3 separate regions of the Sus scrofa genome follow, and all the other regions are linked to region 1. The links are chromatin contacts, called in public HiChIP or PLAC-seq maps. All regions are on one chromosome and are shown on one strand. The core of a region is the stretch at or near the end of the contact, and the rest is flanking DNA. Distances in the headings are between cores, read along the strand shown.

Region 1 (4,717 bases), core at 575-3,074:
CCCCAAGGGGACCCAGAGGACCCGCCGCACCTTAAGGATGAGGATTGCGCCCCCTAGTGGGCGCGTCACGGGGGTAAAAAGCGGCCTCGGGTTTGGTGAAGGCACAGCTCTCAGGGCCCAGCCATCAGCTGGGTACAGCGTGGGCTGTGGCAGTTCTTGTGATGAATGGCTTCAACGCACAGTGAAAATCAGTCTGTGATCTAAGGGCAAATCTTTTGTCAGGGAGGGGAAATGTCCCCCTCTACTCCTCGAGATCTTGTGGTTGGACACGCCGCAATAAAATTGATACTAGATATTAACAGGAGAGAAAGAAACAATTTTAATTCATGAGCCTGGAGGTCTCATAGAAACGGCACCTAAGAAGTGGCCAAAGCAGACAGCTTTTACACTTTTTAGACAAAGAAACAATAAATTTATGAGGAACTGACAGGATAGAGAAACGCTGGTTCCCAATTAGTGAAGGCTCAAGTAGAATTTGGACTTGGGGTACTAAATTAAAGTACGGTTTATGCATCCTTAGCCAAGAATTCTCTCTCTTTGGTGATAATGGTGTCCTTCTACCCCCAAATGCAGGGAGTGCACATTTCACATGAGAGATTTATTTCCTGCTTTCAGGGAAACAGAAAGAAGTGTTAGAGAGTTCCCCTTGTATTGACCATGTCTTCAGTAAACATTAATTCAAAATAACCAATATGCCATTCAGGCACATTTTGGGGTGGCCCACCCTGGGCCCTCAAACCGTGAAAATAAGTCCCAGAGAGAATAAAGCTCGGTGATCCAGGAGGGGGCCTAAATCAGGACCATGTACACATTTGACGACAGGTATTTGTAACGTAAGTATAAATATGAATCATGTATCAATACAAACGTAAAACAGGCACCAAATAAGTTTTTTTTAAAAGAAATAATCGTCATGCATTCAAAATTTTTAGACATCTTACAAAATCAAATTTTATTTTTGTCTTTTTGCCTTTTCTAGGGCCGCACCCGCGGCATGTGGAGGTTCCCAGGCTAGGGGTCTAATCGGAGCTGTCGCCGCCAGCCTACTCCAGGGCCACAGCAACGCGGGCTCCGAGCCGCGTCTGCAACCTACACCACAGCTCAAGACAACGCCGGATCCTGAACCTACTGAGCAAGGCAAGGGATCAAACCCGCAACCTCATGGTTCCTAGTTGGCTTCGTTAACCACTGCGCCACGATGGGAACTTCACAAAATCAAATTTAAAAATATTTTAAAATAAATTTTTTTAAACTAATAGCTCACAAATGAAATTTTCAAAAATGTAGCCAGATTTCCAAAACTTATATTTCCAAAGTTAGGTTACATTTCCAAACTTCAATTTGAAATCTTCAAATCCCTAAGTTAAATTTTGAAAAATAATTAAAATTTCAAAACTCAATTAATTAATTAAAAAAACTGAAATTTAAGTAAACTTTACAAATTGCGTCATCCCCCAACCTGAGTCGCACCTGAGCCCCTTGGGTAAAATACTATGTTGTGTTCTTGCTAGAACACAGAGTCCTCCAAAATTTCCGGAAGAGCCCTCCTCATCCCATCTTTTTACATTTCACCAAGGAGTTCTGTACTGTAAGTTGTACTTGGTGGTCTACCTCTCCAGTTCTGCCTCTTCAGCTCAGGAGTCAAGTCATTTCGCCTCTCCTAATCCTCTGATGCTGCTCCCTTGCTTCGAATCTCCCGGCTGACCCGGGGCCCACTTCCGCCGTCGCCGTTAGGCCTGGAACCGCCCGTTCCGAACAATCCTGTTCTTTCATTTGTCAACCCCTGGACAAACCCCGCCCCCTCGACGCAGGAAGTCGTAAACGGTGCGCGTCAGAGGCGCGGCGCCTTACGGCTGTCTTGCTTTACTTACCGGCAAGCATGGAGGCAGAGGAGTCGAATAAGGAAGCCGCTGTGTTGGAGCCTGTGGAAGGGAACGACCAGAAACCAGAAGCAGAGGAGGAATCTGAAGAAACGGCTGGCGGCAGCAAGAAACGGGTAGTGCCGGGTATTGTGTACCTGGGCCACATCCCACCCCGGTTTAGGCCTTTGCACGTACGGAACCTTCTTAGCGCCTACGGCGAGGTCGGGCGTGTGTTTTTCCAGCCGGAAGGTAAGTGCTGAGGCAGTGGTGATGAGGGGTGGAGGGTGATGCTTGCAGATGGTGAGCACACAGTGCGTGTCCTGTTGCCTCGGCTGCGCGGATCCCAGGCACGAACCGAGCCGGGGCCCCGCGTGTGGCTTTTTTAGTAAATAGGTAGTCCACACTTTCCTTAGGAGGTGGGCCTGAGGTGTGGTTAGCGCAGTATGACTAGTTGAGCCTTAGTTTTCGAATAGCTAACTTTTAGATTTTAATTTCGGCTTCCCCAATCCCTCTTTCCCGAGACGAATTTACCAGTTTGTTAAATGGGTATAGCCTGCAGTAAAATCCCAGTGGCTTTTCCACAAAACTGAACATAACCCTTTGCCATCGCGGTCCAGGTCAAAAGACGGTATACGTACGGTCAGCCGTCTGCAACTTCTTATAACCCTAAATTGGAATTAGGGTTAGAGGGCCATGCTGGTTTTATATAGAATGTTCAGGGCAGATCTGATTAAGGAGTTGACATCTGAGCAAAGGATTGAATTAGACAAGGGAGAAAGGGTGGACCTTTCAGTTCTCCTTTTCTGAGCAAAGATCTTGGGGTGGGATCCTGGCCCTTGGGCAGATTTGGAGACTTCGGCAAGTGGAAGGTACAATTGAGTGGGTGCTGCGTCGGCTTGCTTGACCACTGCTCTCCCTTTGGCTCGCAGACGGCTTCGTGAGGCGCAAAAAGAAGGCAGCAGCAGCCTCCACCACAGGAGGGAAAAAGCGTTCCAAGTACAGCAAGGACTACACCGAGGGCTGGGTGGAGTTCCGAGACAAGCGAGTAGCCAAGCGTGTGGCGGCCAGTCTGCACAACACGCCCATGGGCTCCCGCAGGCGCAGTCCCTTCCGTTATGACCTGTGGAACCTCAAGGTGAGGGCATTGGCTTGTCTACCCCACAGCTCATACTCCTGCCTTCCCAGCCCCAGCCCTTGGACCTCTATAACCTCTCGGTGGCCCTGTTCCTCCCATCTCTTCTCCATCTCTGACCTGCCCTACCCAGATCTTCTCTTGTTTTCCTGTCCACAGTACCTGCACCGTTTTACTTGGTCCCACCTCAGCGAGCATCTTGCCTTTGAGCGCCAGGTGCGCAGGCAGCGCCTGAGGGCGGAGGTTGCCCAGGCCAAACGTGAGACTGACTTCTATCTTCGAAGTGTGGAGCGTGGACAGCGTTTCCTTGCTGCTGATGGGGACTCTACCCGCCCGAATGGCTCCTGGGCCTTCGCCCAGCGTCCTACTGAGCAGGAGTTGAGAGCCCGGAAAGCAGCTCGGCCAGGAGGACGTGAACGGGCTCGCCTGGCTAATGCTGAGGAACAGGCCCGCTCCAATCGAGGGCTTCTTGCCAGGATCTTTGGAGCCCCTGCACCCTCAGAGAGCTTGGAGGACTCCTCTCTGGTCAGGAACTCTTGAGGGGCAGAGAGGCTTCTTCCACCTCTTAGCCCAGCCCTGCATCCTGTCTACATGATATTTACTACCCAGGTGGACATTTTATTGTGTTTCTCAGCAGGAGTCTCTGATGCGTGCTCAGGCATAGGAGTGTTGTCAGCCTCCCCAAACTCCTGTACATGCCTGGCTGGGGCACTTAGTTCCTACTAGCATGATTATAACTACTGTAGACGCCTGTTTTGTCTTGTTTGATTCTTAGCTGCCTGCCTCCTGCCCATCGAAGCCCTCTAAAAATCCTACTTTCTGGCTCCAGAAAGAGCTCTTGCTTTGAGCTAGAGTGATAATGGCTGGTCTAGACAGCTGTTTACCAGCCACAGGTACTGGGTAGCAATGATATCCTTTTTATTTAGAAAAGACTAATAGGGACAGGGACTAATGAGGTAGGAGTGGCGTGGGTGACCCCTTCCAAATGTATTTATAGAAAAGAAAAAAGTATATATTTGATATGCCTTTGTAGTTTATAGGGGGTGGGGATGGTCATTGGATAAGTTCCACCTTCTTTCTGTGTACTGGTCACTCACCTTCACGCCATGTCCTGGTCTAAGAGTCTCCCCTGCTCCCCAACCTTTTCTATATAATCACTTTCGTAGGCCATGTTGTTAATCCTTATTGATTTCAGCATTTACTAAATCACTGTGTGAGGATATAGAGTGACAGTGGGTAATAACACATGGCCCTTCTACTAAAAAAAGACAGGTGTTTAAGAAATAAGTATACAGAAGTACTACAGATACCATGGTAGATGTGCATAAGGGGTAGAGTGGGGCCATGGGAGGGAATGGTTGGCTTTTTCTGGGAAGTTAGACAGTGCTCTCAATGTGTTGTTGATTTCTGATCATTCTTCTGAGATAGGTCAGTTTTCACCATGTTTTTCAGATCATTCCTGAAAGGTGAACAGAAGTCTGTAAGGGCCTAGTGAACTCTTAACATTATAAACAAAACTCTAGATGGAGTGTTGGGTTCAAACCATTGTAAAGACAGGGAATGCCTAAGAGGTAGTTGTGCACAAATGATGCCCATCTGTTGCGCTTGTACATGGTGCCTCTGCTTAGGCAAGAGAGGGGTGACAATCATGCAGAGCAGCTCTGGAGGTGACAAAGAATCCCTGTAAGCCACTAAGAGGAACTGAAAACTGAGGTGTCATGAC
Region 2 (4,717 bases), core at 1,389-3,888, 200 kb before region 1:
TTTTATTGAACTCTGGGAAGCACAGGACAATAATCTCCGAGACTGAAGCCATGTTTGCTGTGTGGACTAGTCATTCATTAGCTATTCAGTGACAACAGGGTCTGAGTTTCTCCAGTATTGGGAATAGACATGTTGTAACCTACACTTCCCATTTAGTTGCTGTTAGGATCTATGCTTGGATATCAATTCTAATAAGTATATTATGGCTTGATCCTGAAGCATCCGCCAAAAGAACTCAGCCAGACTGCAGACAAATTCTTCAAAGTGCACCTCCACTTCCAGTGACTATATGGATAACTGCGTGTTATTTGAAAGTTACTCCTTTTCTACCTGTGTACCCTGACTATGTTTTGGACTCCCTTTTCTTTCCAAATATCCTGAATTCAAGGTATCTAAACACATGAGCAGTTGTCCAGAGGAAGAGAAGCAACAGCCCCGCCCCCAACCCTTGGGAGCAGAAAGGAAAAGAATTATCCTAAGTAATTGTTTAAAAACCCAGATGCAGCAGATAGAAATAAAACCATGGCTGCATAGGTTGATGTCCCAGGGGTCCAAAATTTAACTCCATATGAGCAATAATTTGTTTAACATTAAACTAAACCAGTTTGATGAACTCAAATGCCCTCGGCTCAATAGGCAGGACTCTCCGAGGAGCCTGTGTTACTTCCCTCACTTAAGCGCAGATTTATAATAAAAATCTTAATGCCAGTGACATGGTTTTTGGACATATAAGAAGCTAACCACTTGGAGAATCATACTTGAGAGGTCAAAAAACTCCACAGTTAAAGATCAGTTTATAATTTACGAAGAAAATAGAAAGTTTTGTTTCTCTGAGTTGAAATTTGACGAGCACGGTGGGAAATATTGCTGGGTTTTGGCATAAGGTTTTGTGCTTTCCTCATAATTTGAGACTTGCGTGAAGCCTGAGGCTTCGGGGATCATTTTCTGAGAAAAATTGGGCAATTCGGTCGAGAGAATTTTGATATTTTTGGCATTTTTTGAGGTGTAACAAACACAACTCGGGATCCGAGAGGACACTCTGCGGCTGCCAGCGAGGCGGGCTGGACAGCGCACCAATCACGGCGCAGCTCCGCCCTATATAAACGGGCGGGCGCAGCGGCGCGGCCCGAGTCCCGGCCAGTGCCTCTGTTTCCGGCTCGAATTGCTCTCCCACGCCCGCCTTCAACATGTCCGAGACTGCGCCTGCCGCGCCGGCTGCTCCGGCCCCTGCGGAGAAGACGCCAGTGAAAAAGAAGGCCCGCAAGTCTGCAGGTGCTGCGAAGCGCAAGGCGTCTGGACCTCCCGTGTCCGAGCTCATCACTAAGGCTGTCGCCGCCTCCAAGGAGCGCAGCGGCGTGTCCTTGGCTGCGCTCAAAAAGGCGCTGGCGGCCGCTGGCTACGATGTGGAGAAGAACAACAGCCGTATCAAGTTGGGTCTGAAGAGTTTGGTGAGCAAGGGCACCCTGGTGCAAACCAAGGGCACTGGCGCCTCCGGCTCTTTCAAGCTCAACAAGAAGGCGGCCACCGGGGAAGCGAAACCCAAAGCCAAGAAAACGGGCGCGGCTAAGCCCAAAAAGCCCGCGGGAGCGGCTAAGAAGCCCAAGAAGGCGACGGGGACGGCCACCCCGAAGAAGAGCGCCAAAAAGACTCCAAAGAAGGCGAAGAAGCCTGCCGCGGCTGCAGGAGCCAAAAAAGCAAAGAGCCCCAAAAAAGCGAGAGCCGCCAAGCCTAAGAAGGCGCCCAAGAGCCCAGCGAAGGCCAAAGCGGTGAAACCTAAGGCGGCTAAACCAAAGACCGCCAAGCCCAAGGCAGCCAAGCCAAAGAAGGCGGCAGCCAAGAAGAAATAGGAAGTCCCTTTGGCCAACGGCTTACAAGCTCTACACAACCCAAAGGCTCTTTTCAGAGCCACCCACAGATCTCCGGAAAAGAGCTGTTGCACACTCTTAAGGGGGCGTGGCTGGGAGGAAAAGGCTGCGAGTTAAAGGGCGGGCCTCCGGGGACGGGAGGTGGGTCTTCATAGCGATTCATTTAAAACCTGTGGGAGGTGTAGCGGGCCGGGTATTTTGTCTGTCCCGAGTTTGGTTGGGTAGAAGGCCCACATCTTGCACACGTTTGGGAGTCAGGACTGATTCCGTTCGTGTTGCCCTAGCGCTATCTTCTAAGTATCCATTGCACAAATGTTAAGGTTAACGAACGTGAACTTGAAGGTGACCCAGCTCACCTTCAAGTTGATGTATGTGGTGGCTGCAAATTATTAGCTGTCCCAGGCGCAGGATAAGGCGTTTGCCCACCAACTTCATCAGCAGGACACTTAGATGGCTGCTAGTTGCGTGCAAACCCAATGCACCGAGTTATTAAAACTAACCCGTTCTAGGCTAAGCAGCCTTCTCTTAGCGGTGAAATACAGAGTGCAACTACTTGAAAAAACTATTTATACTAGCTGTGAGTAGCCTAGTCCAAGCCCTCTGATTGGGTCGAAGCAAAGTAAGTTAACAGCCAATGGAAACGTAGACCTGCAAGTTTCATTTACATTCGTGTTTGTGACGCCACAATAAAATTAATCCAATCGTGAGCGAAACCTTACTAACCTCATTTGAATACCGCATCTATAAATAAATGTGGCCTCACCCTGACTGACTATTTTCCCAGGTGTTAGCCTTGCAGTTCTAACTTTTAACGCTGCTATGCCTGAACCCACCAAATCTGCTCCCGCCCCGAAGAAGGGGTCCAAGAAAGCGGTGACTAAGGCGCAGAAGAAGGATGGCAAGAAGCGCAAGCGCAGCCGCAAGGAGAGCTACTCCGTGTACGTGTACAAGGTGCTGAAGCAGGTCCACCCGGACACTGGCATCTCGTCCAAAGCCATGGGCATCATGAACTCCTTTGTCAACGACATCTTCGAGCGCATCGCGGGTGAGGCCTCGCGGCTGGCGCATTACAACAAGCGCTCGACCATCACGTCCCGGGAGATCCAGACGGCCGTGCGGCTGCTGCTGCCCGGGGAGCTGGCCAAGCACGCCGTGTCCGAGGGCACTAAGGCCGTCACCAAGTACACCAGCTCCAAATAAATTTGCCAAGTAAGCATCTTTACTGTTAACCCCAAAGGCTCTTTTAAGAGCCACGCATGCTCTCAGCAAATGAGTTGTAATTGTTTAATTCCAAAGACTACTTTTTGAGTTCCCCCAAATTTAAAGTTTCGTTGCCATGCTTTAGTGCTCCAATAACAGCTACTTAGGAAATACTTATGAAGAACCTACGCAATAACTATGTGCCATAGGTTGCGGGTTCACTGTGGGCAAGTACCGATGAATTATTTAATGTCACCTAACTAAATGTTAGTTTGCACTCAAAATGCCATTTCAAGGGTACACCTTTCCTTTCCGTGTGTAGGTCTCCAAGTTGATCCTGGCGTTGTTCCAGAACTTGCGGATGACAGATTACCCAGAGCAGGAAACAGCATGCTCTGACAACTTCATTCTGCACTTTTTCTATTCTATTTTTCTTTTTTCTTTTTCAAGCCATGTAGACATATCTGAAAAAAGGCTGAAGACAATGTGAGTTTTCACAGATATATTGCAAAGGCTTTACTGGTTTGCTTGCTTTGTAATTGGTGCAGTTCTGCTTGAGGTTCTGAGCAGCGGCAGGGGAGGTAAAGGAGAAGCCCAAACTATCCTAAAGGATCCGACGGAAGGGAAAAGGAAAGGGAAGCCGTCTTTGAAATCCCTTGAAATCCTCTCAGCTACTCTATCTTCTTTCCCAGAAAGTCCTAATTAATTCTTAGTCCTGGGGGCGGGGCAGCATTCAGCTTTAATATTCTCTGGGTCAAAAGAGAGAAGCCCAAACTCTCAATCGGTTAATGTGTCGGAATCAGGGCTTAAGCCCCCTTTTCAGCACCCTTACCGCTTTACCGAATGTCCCCGAGCATCAAGGGTAGAGAGGAAGTAGAAAGGGAAGGGCAGGCAGCCCCTTCTGGCAGCAGTTGGCTTTTGCTGCACTAAGTCGGATAGCCTTAAGTGTTTTCATTGCTGGGGAAGATAAAACCTCTGAAAGGAAGTGGGGGCGGGGGAGCCTGTGGCAGGAAGGAAAGGAATCGATAATCAGAGGTGGCCAAGAAAATTGCAAAGTAGATGAGGCTGGACTGGGAGTGAAGTGCTGATTGAGATGGAAAATCTCAATGGTAGGCAGTGGTATTGTAGGCTGAGAGAAGAATGAATTTAGAAACTCTAGGGTTCTCACATCTCCCAAACAGAGAGATTCATGGATCATGGGGATAGATTTTCCATAATAAGGCAATCTGGGTACTTGGATGGACAATTAAAATTTAGAAACGTATTTTTTAAAATTATAAAAACAACAAAGAGCCACTACAAAAGTAAGGAACTCTCAGACCCAGGGGTTTGGTCCATGTTGAAACCACAAGCGCCTCAGCTGGCGTCACCCAAACCTAAGCTGTGTTTTTTATGGTGTTATGTGAAGACTGGCCCTGGTGGGGAGCCTGATAAGAACTCTTTTCCAGTGAAGCTGAGACACCAGACCAGAATAAACTAGTAATAAACATGCACACATACAACTCATCATTGATGATTGCAAAGTTGGCCCTGAGCCTTGTTGCCTGGCAAGCGGATGCTACTGCTGAGAATTTGGACTATAAGCCAGCCTTCGCTCTTACTCATTTCATCATTAATACTGCGAGGATTCAAAACACCCAGGGTGCAGAGTT
Region 3 (4,717 bases), core at 1,508-4,007, 180 kb before region 1:
AGGTTCCCAGGCTCGAGGTCGAATTGGAGCTGTAGCCGCTGTCCTACACCATAGCCACGGCAAAGTCAGATCCGAGCTGCGTCTGTGACTTACACCACAGCTCATGTGTTTACACCACAGCTCATGGCAACACCAGATCCTTAACCCACTGAGTGAGGCCAGGGATCGAACCCACAACCTCATTGTTCCTAGTCGGATTCATTTCCACTGCTCTACGACCAGAACTCCACCATCATGTCTTTTTTTCTTACTACCTTTGCCACTTTTCCATCAATCCAGTTTTAATTTTATTTATTTTTCTTTCCATGGGTTAGGTATATGTAGAATCAAAGCTTTGTTTTTACTTTTAATAATCTCAGTTATTAAAAAATGCTTTATTGCCCGTGCTTCCAGAATTGGGAAACCACAACAAACTTTTTTTTTTTTTTTTAAACTCTAAAACAGTCCACCAGTGCAGCTGGAGTCTTCTTAGGAAGGGTTCGGATTCAAGCCAGACTGCCTAAATCATTATCTTAGCTCCATGATTTACATATTATTGGATCTGGGGAAAGACACGTTGTCCCAGGTTCTCTTTGTAAGGGCGGCCGAAAGGACAAGACCCGAGATCAGGCATAAAAGACTTTATTTGCAGGGTATACTACCGGGCTGATTCACAAAGGAGGTCAGCAGTCAGCCTGTTGGGGGAGGGAGATCAGACGTGAGTGCCAAGAAAGGAGGTTTCTGTGCAGAAGCTGATTGGCCATTTCTTATGTTAAAATAGGGTGAAAAGGAAGAGACCAATCTGTGTACTTTCAACAAACTATGTAAATAGGGTGAAAAGAGGAACAGACCAATCAGCTTGGGAGACTTGTTAGTGGGATATGAGCAGAGGTTTAGACACTCTCCTGGGTGAGGTAGTTTTTAAGATTGAGTCACATGATTTGGGGGATGACTTAGTCCTGTCTTAGTTACGTTTCTCCAGAGCAGGGCGAGAGCTTGGAGTCAGGTTTCGTTTTTCTTTTTTTCCTGAGGTGAACCTAACACTCTTGTTTACTTTTTTTTTTTTTAATGGAAAAAGAAAAGAAATAATCAGGTAGGGGTCTATGATTAATTAAATGAATGCAAATAAAGTATGTTGGCTTTATTCAGCACATTGCTACACTGGCTAAACTGGGAATAAGGAAGAAATCAAGAAGTTGAATTCTCCTCAATACGGAAGTGAGAGAAACCAATTAACTATTTTGTGAAAAAGAAAGATAAGATTGAGTAAGCACAGGAGTGTGCCCTTGTTGGTTGCTTGCCTGCTACATGCAGCTTCCTGCTCTGGATTTACTGCACACGCGGGAAGCCTGGGAAGGGTTAGGGATAAAGTCAGCTTCAGGGAGGACACTTCTCTGCAGAAAGGAAAAATGGCTGCGCAGGAGATAGATGGATCCCAGGCTGAGCAAATGTAATCTGTTCCCTGTGGAGATAACTTCAAGATAAAAGATGTATCCTGCTAGGATAAAAGAGAGAGAGTATTTCTCATTCTTGAGATCAAAGATACACTAGCAGAAAGGTTCCTCAGGGGTCTGAGAAAGGAGGGACCAGACCACAGTACCTCCTGACAACTTCTCCGAGAACCTTGTGTTAAATCCATCCTGCCAAAGCCAGAGGAAGCAAGAGCATTGTCCAGTAGAAGGCCTCAGCTCATGGTAACACCAGATCCTTAAGCCACTGGGGCGAGGGATGGAACCTGTGTCCTCAGGGATTCTAAGCAGAGTCGATTCCACTGAGCCAGGACCGGAAAATCCCCTCCACCTCCACCCTAAATGATTTAAAAGGCCTCGCAAGGACATGTTGCTCTCTTCCTCTCTTGCTTCTTTCTCTGTCTGTCTTTATATCTCCCTTTCTCCCTCCCCACCCCACCCCGCCTGTTTTTGTATTTTCTATGCACCTTCTTCTCTCTCTTCTCTCTTTAAATAATTACCTCACTACCTTCAGTCTCTTTGTCAAATTCTTTCTCCAAAAGGGACAAAGATCTGAGGACCTACATCAGGTGGTTAGCGTTCAACATTCTCACCAACAGCCACCGGAGAACAATGGTAATGGCAGAATTATCTGCTCAGAAGCCAGTTTCAGCCAAAGATGATGGTGGTGATAATAAAATTAAAGTAAAAGTGTTAAAGGCCAACCTGCTAACTTTTATTCTTTTATTTTTTTAATTCTTTTCAGTAGGTAGAATGAAGAACTTTCTTATCCGCGCTTGCAGTTAAAAGGAGTGATTTGATCCTCCGTTATGAAGGACATGTGGGTCACGAAATTCTATTCTTATCTCCCTTCAAGGGATGTAATTTTATTTATGTAATTTTATTTCCTGCTATATTTGTGTGTTTTGTGTGCTGTGGGAAACGCTGTCTTTGGTATTTTCTGTACCACCGCAGATCGCCTATTCTCTATTTTTCCTTTCCCTATTAGATTCAAATGTAAAGACAGAGCTTTTCCAGGACCTGAAAAGGAGGTTTAGAAGTCGGAGAGGTACTCGGGCAACTAGCTTTGCTTCCTTTGCAAGTCAAAGCTCTGGAAAGTCATATTTTTTAAAACTGACAAACTAAACGGAATTGTTATAAAACAGTGATAAGATTAAAGAAGCTGGCTTGATTGGTGGAAAATTGACTCAGGAGACCAATGGGAGAGTAGCTCGTTTGCATGCAGCCTGTGACAAACGAACGAATCAGCAGTTTGGAAACCAAGTCTTCATTTGCATAAATCTGTCTACAAATAGGCAGGATCCAGCAGCACAGCCACCATTTTCTTTTCTCTTCAGAGAAAGGGCAGGTAAAATGCCTGAACCAACGAAATCTGCTCCAGCCCCGAAGAAGGGCTCCAAGAAAGCCGTGACCAAGGCGCAGAAAAAAGATGGCAAGAAGCGCAAGCGCAGCCGCAAGGAGAGCTACTCCGTGTACGTGTACAAGGTGCTGAAGCAGGTCCACCCCGACACCGGCATCTCGTCCAAGGCCATGGGCATCATGAACTCCTTCGTCAACGACATCTTCGAGCGCATCGCGGGTGAGGCCTCGCGGCTGGCGCATTACAACAAGCGTCGACCATCACGTCCCGGGAGATCCAGACGGCCGTGCGGCTGCTGCTGCCCGGGGAGTTGGCCAAGCACGCCGTGTCTGAGGGCACCAAGGCCGTTACCAAGTACACCAGCTCCAAGTAAATTTATTTCTAGGCACTGTCAAACCCAAAGGCTCTTTTCAGAGCCACCTCACGTTTTCACAATCTGAGTTGTTCACTAGGACTTTTTAGTTCCTAGAAACTGCATTTAACTCGTGTGAAGGTGGTACTTTAGGAAACACTTTGAAAGTTAACTGTTTTTGTGGTACATCTACTTAACTGTTGTGGTTATGGACAACCGTCCTGTGTACAGGACTCCAGAAACTTTAGCAAGTGGGAGCTAGTAACTGCCTAGGTTTAACCCCAACCTTTGGAACTCTAGATTACCTTTAAAATTTGTACAGGGTGCTCTCTGTGCAAATAGCGGCGCTTTGTGAAGTCTGGTTTTCCGTTTTATGTAAAGCGCCTCCCTATAGTATTTGAGAAGCCATAGTTAGATTTTGAAATCCTGCTCTCTAAAAACTACATCCTCTGTGATGCTGCAGGACCGCGCCCAAGTTCTTTTGGGTGGAATTCCTTTTCTCACTCTTTTAAGCCCTTTTTTACCTAGGTCTTTCAAGTCAACTAAATTTTTAAAAGGCTCTCATCATTGGACTTTTTCTAAATATACAATCTTCTCCCTACTTCCCTGACTCGTTTTACAAAGCGGACCTGCAAAATTCACAGAATTCTATGTTCAGAATAAACAGTTTTAATATTGTGGTCACATAAAATAATCTGCAGCCTCCTATTAGCCCCTATCACTGTCAAGCTCCCTTCCTAGACCAGGGCCTTATTCTTCCTCCAGCTTTCCTGTTCTGTTTATGTGCTTCACAGCCTTTGGATGATTCCCCCCCTCCCCCCAAACTTGATAAAATCTGAAATCTGCTATAGGGAGTTCCCCTTGTGGCTTATCAGGGTTATGAACTCGATTAGTATCCATGAGGACTCGGGTTTGATCCCTGGCTCTGCTCAGTGGGTTAAGGATCCAGCGTTGTGGTGAGCCCTGGTGTAGGCCGGCATCTGTAGCAGCTGCGATTCGACCCGAGGCTGGGAACTATGCCAGTGGTTACAGGTTTAAGAAGCAAGCAAGAAAGAAAAAAATCGGCTGTGGCTACAAGCCCTGCAAGGTCTGGCCCTCACCTAACTCTCCTTTCTGGTTTGGAAGTCCCTCTCCCCAACGGTCTTATTTATTTTTTTATTTTATTTTATTTTGGCCATCCTGCGGCATATGGAGTTCTCTGGCCAGGGATCGGATCAGAGCCACAAACATGACCTAAGCCACAACTGAGACAAGGAGGGTTTCTTAACACACTGTGCCTGGCAGGGAATGGAACCTGCACCCCAGCGGTCTAAAGATGCCGCCAATCATGTTGCGCTACAGTGGAAACTCCTCCCCCAACAGTTTTAAACTGTGAGCTATTCCACCCTCCAGGTCTTCGGAGTTTTCCTGAAATACACCTATGCCCAGCATACAAATAAAGTTTATTGATCAAAAACTCCGATTTCAGCTTAATCATTATGAAATGGCTTTGGGAAAGCATCCACACTGCCTGATATGAGGGCCTTCCAGGTAAACCCAAAGAGTGTCCATCAGGTT

The links. HiChIP or PLAC-seq counts read pairs in DNA pulled down with a chosen protein or histone mark.
Region 2: a contact with region 1 is called in an H3K27ac HiChIP or PLAC-seq map of skeletal muscle. The contact joins the promoter of HIST1H2BD here to the promoter of ABT1 in region 1. A contact is called at or near these places in 2 of 5 promoter capture datasets (fetal liver and liver), 20 of 47 Hi-C or Micro-C datasets (alveolar macrophages, blood, embryonic fibroblasts and 10 more) and 2 of 2 datasets of contacts at active chromatin or transcription factors (alveolar macrophages and skeletal muscle).
Region 3: a contact with region 1 is called in an H3K27ac HiChIP or PLAC-seq map of alveolar macrophages. The contact joins the promoter of LOC100156127 here to the promoter of ABT1 in region 1. A contact is called at or near these places in 2 of 5 promoter capture datasets (fetal liver and liver), 18 of 47 Hi-C or Micro-C datasets (blood, embryonic fibroblasts, epiblast stem cells and 8 more) and 2 of 2 datasets of contacts at active chromatin or transcription factors (alveolar macrophages and skeletal muscle).

What each region holds. Positions count from the first base shown.
Region 1 is chr7:21,022,817-21,027,533 of Sscrofa11.1, forward strand. It overlaps ABT1 (activator of basal transcription 1), which reads left to right and starts at 1,825. Exons shown (of 3, transcript XM_001926306.7): 1 at 1,825-2,111; 2 at 2,792-2,997; 3 at 3,154-4,717. The coding sequence starts at 1,880. The coding sequence ends at 3,534. It overlaps LOC102162475 (a long non-coding RNA gene), which reads right to left and starts at 1,741. Exons shown (of 2, transcript XR_002346131.1): 1 at 1,612-1,741; 2 at 1-288.
Region 2 is chr7:20,818,452-20,823,168 of Sscrofa11.1, forward strand. It overlaps HIST1H2BD (histone cluster 1, H2bd), which reads left to right and starts at 2,639. Exons shown (of 2, transcript NM_001243656.1): 1 at 2,639-3,074. The coding sequence starts at 2,685. The coding sequence ends at 3,065.
Region 3 is chr7:20,839,428-20,844,144 of Sscrofa11.1, forward strand. It overlaps LOC100156127 (histone H2B type 1-M), which reads left to right and starts at 2,758. Exons shown (of 2, transcript XM_001927939.5): 1 at 2,758-3,060; 2 at 3,063-3,232. The coding sequence starts at 2,802. The coding sequence ends at 3,181.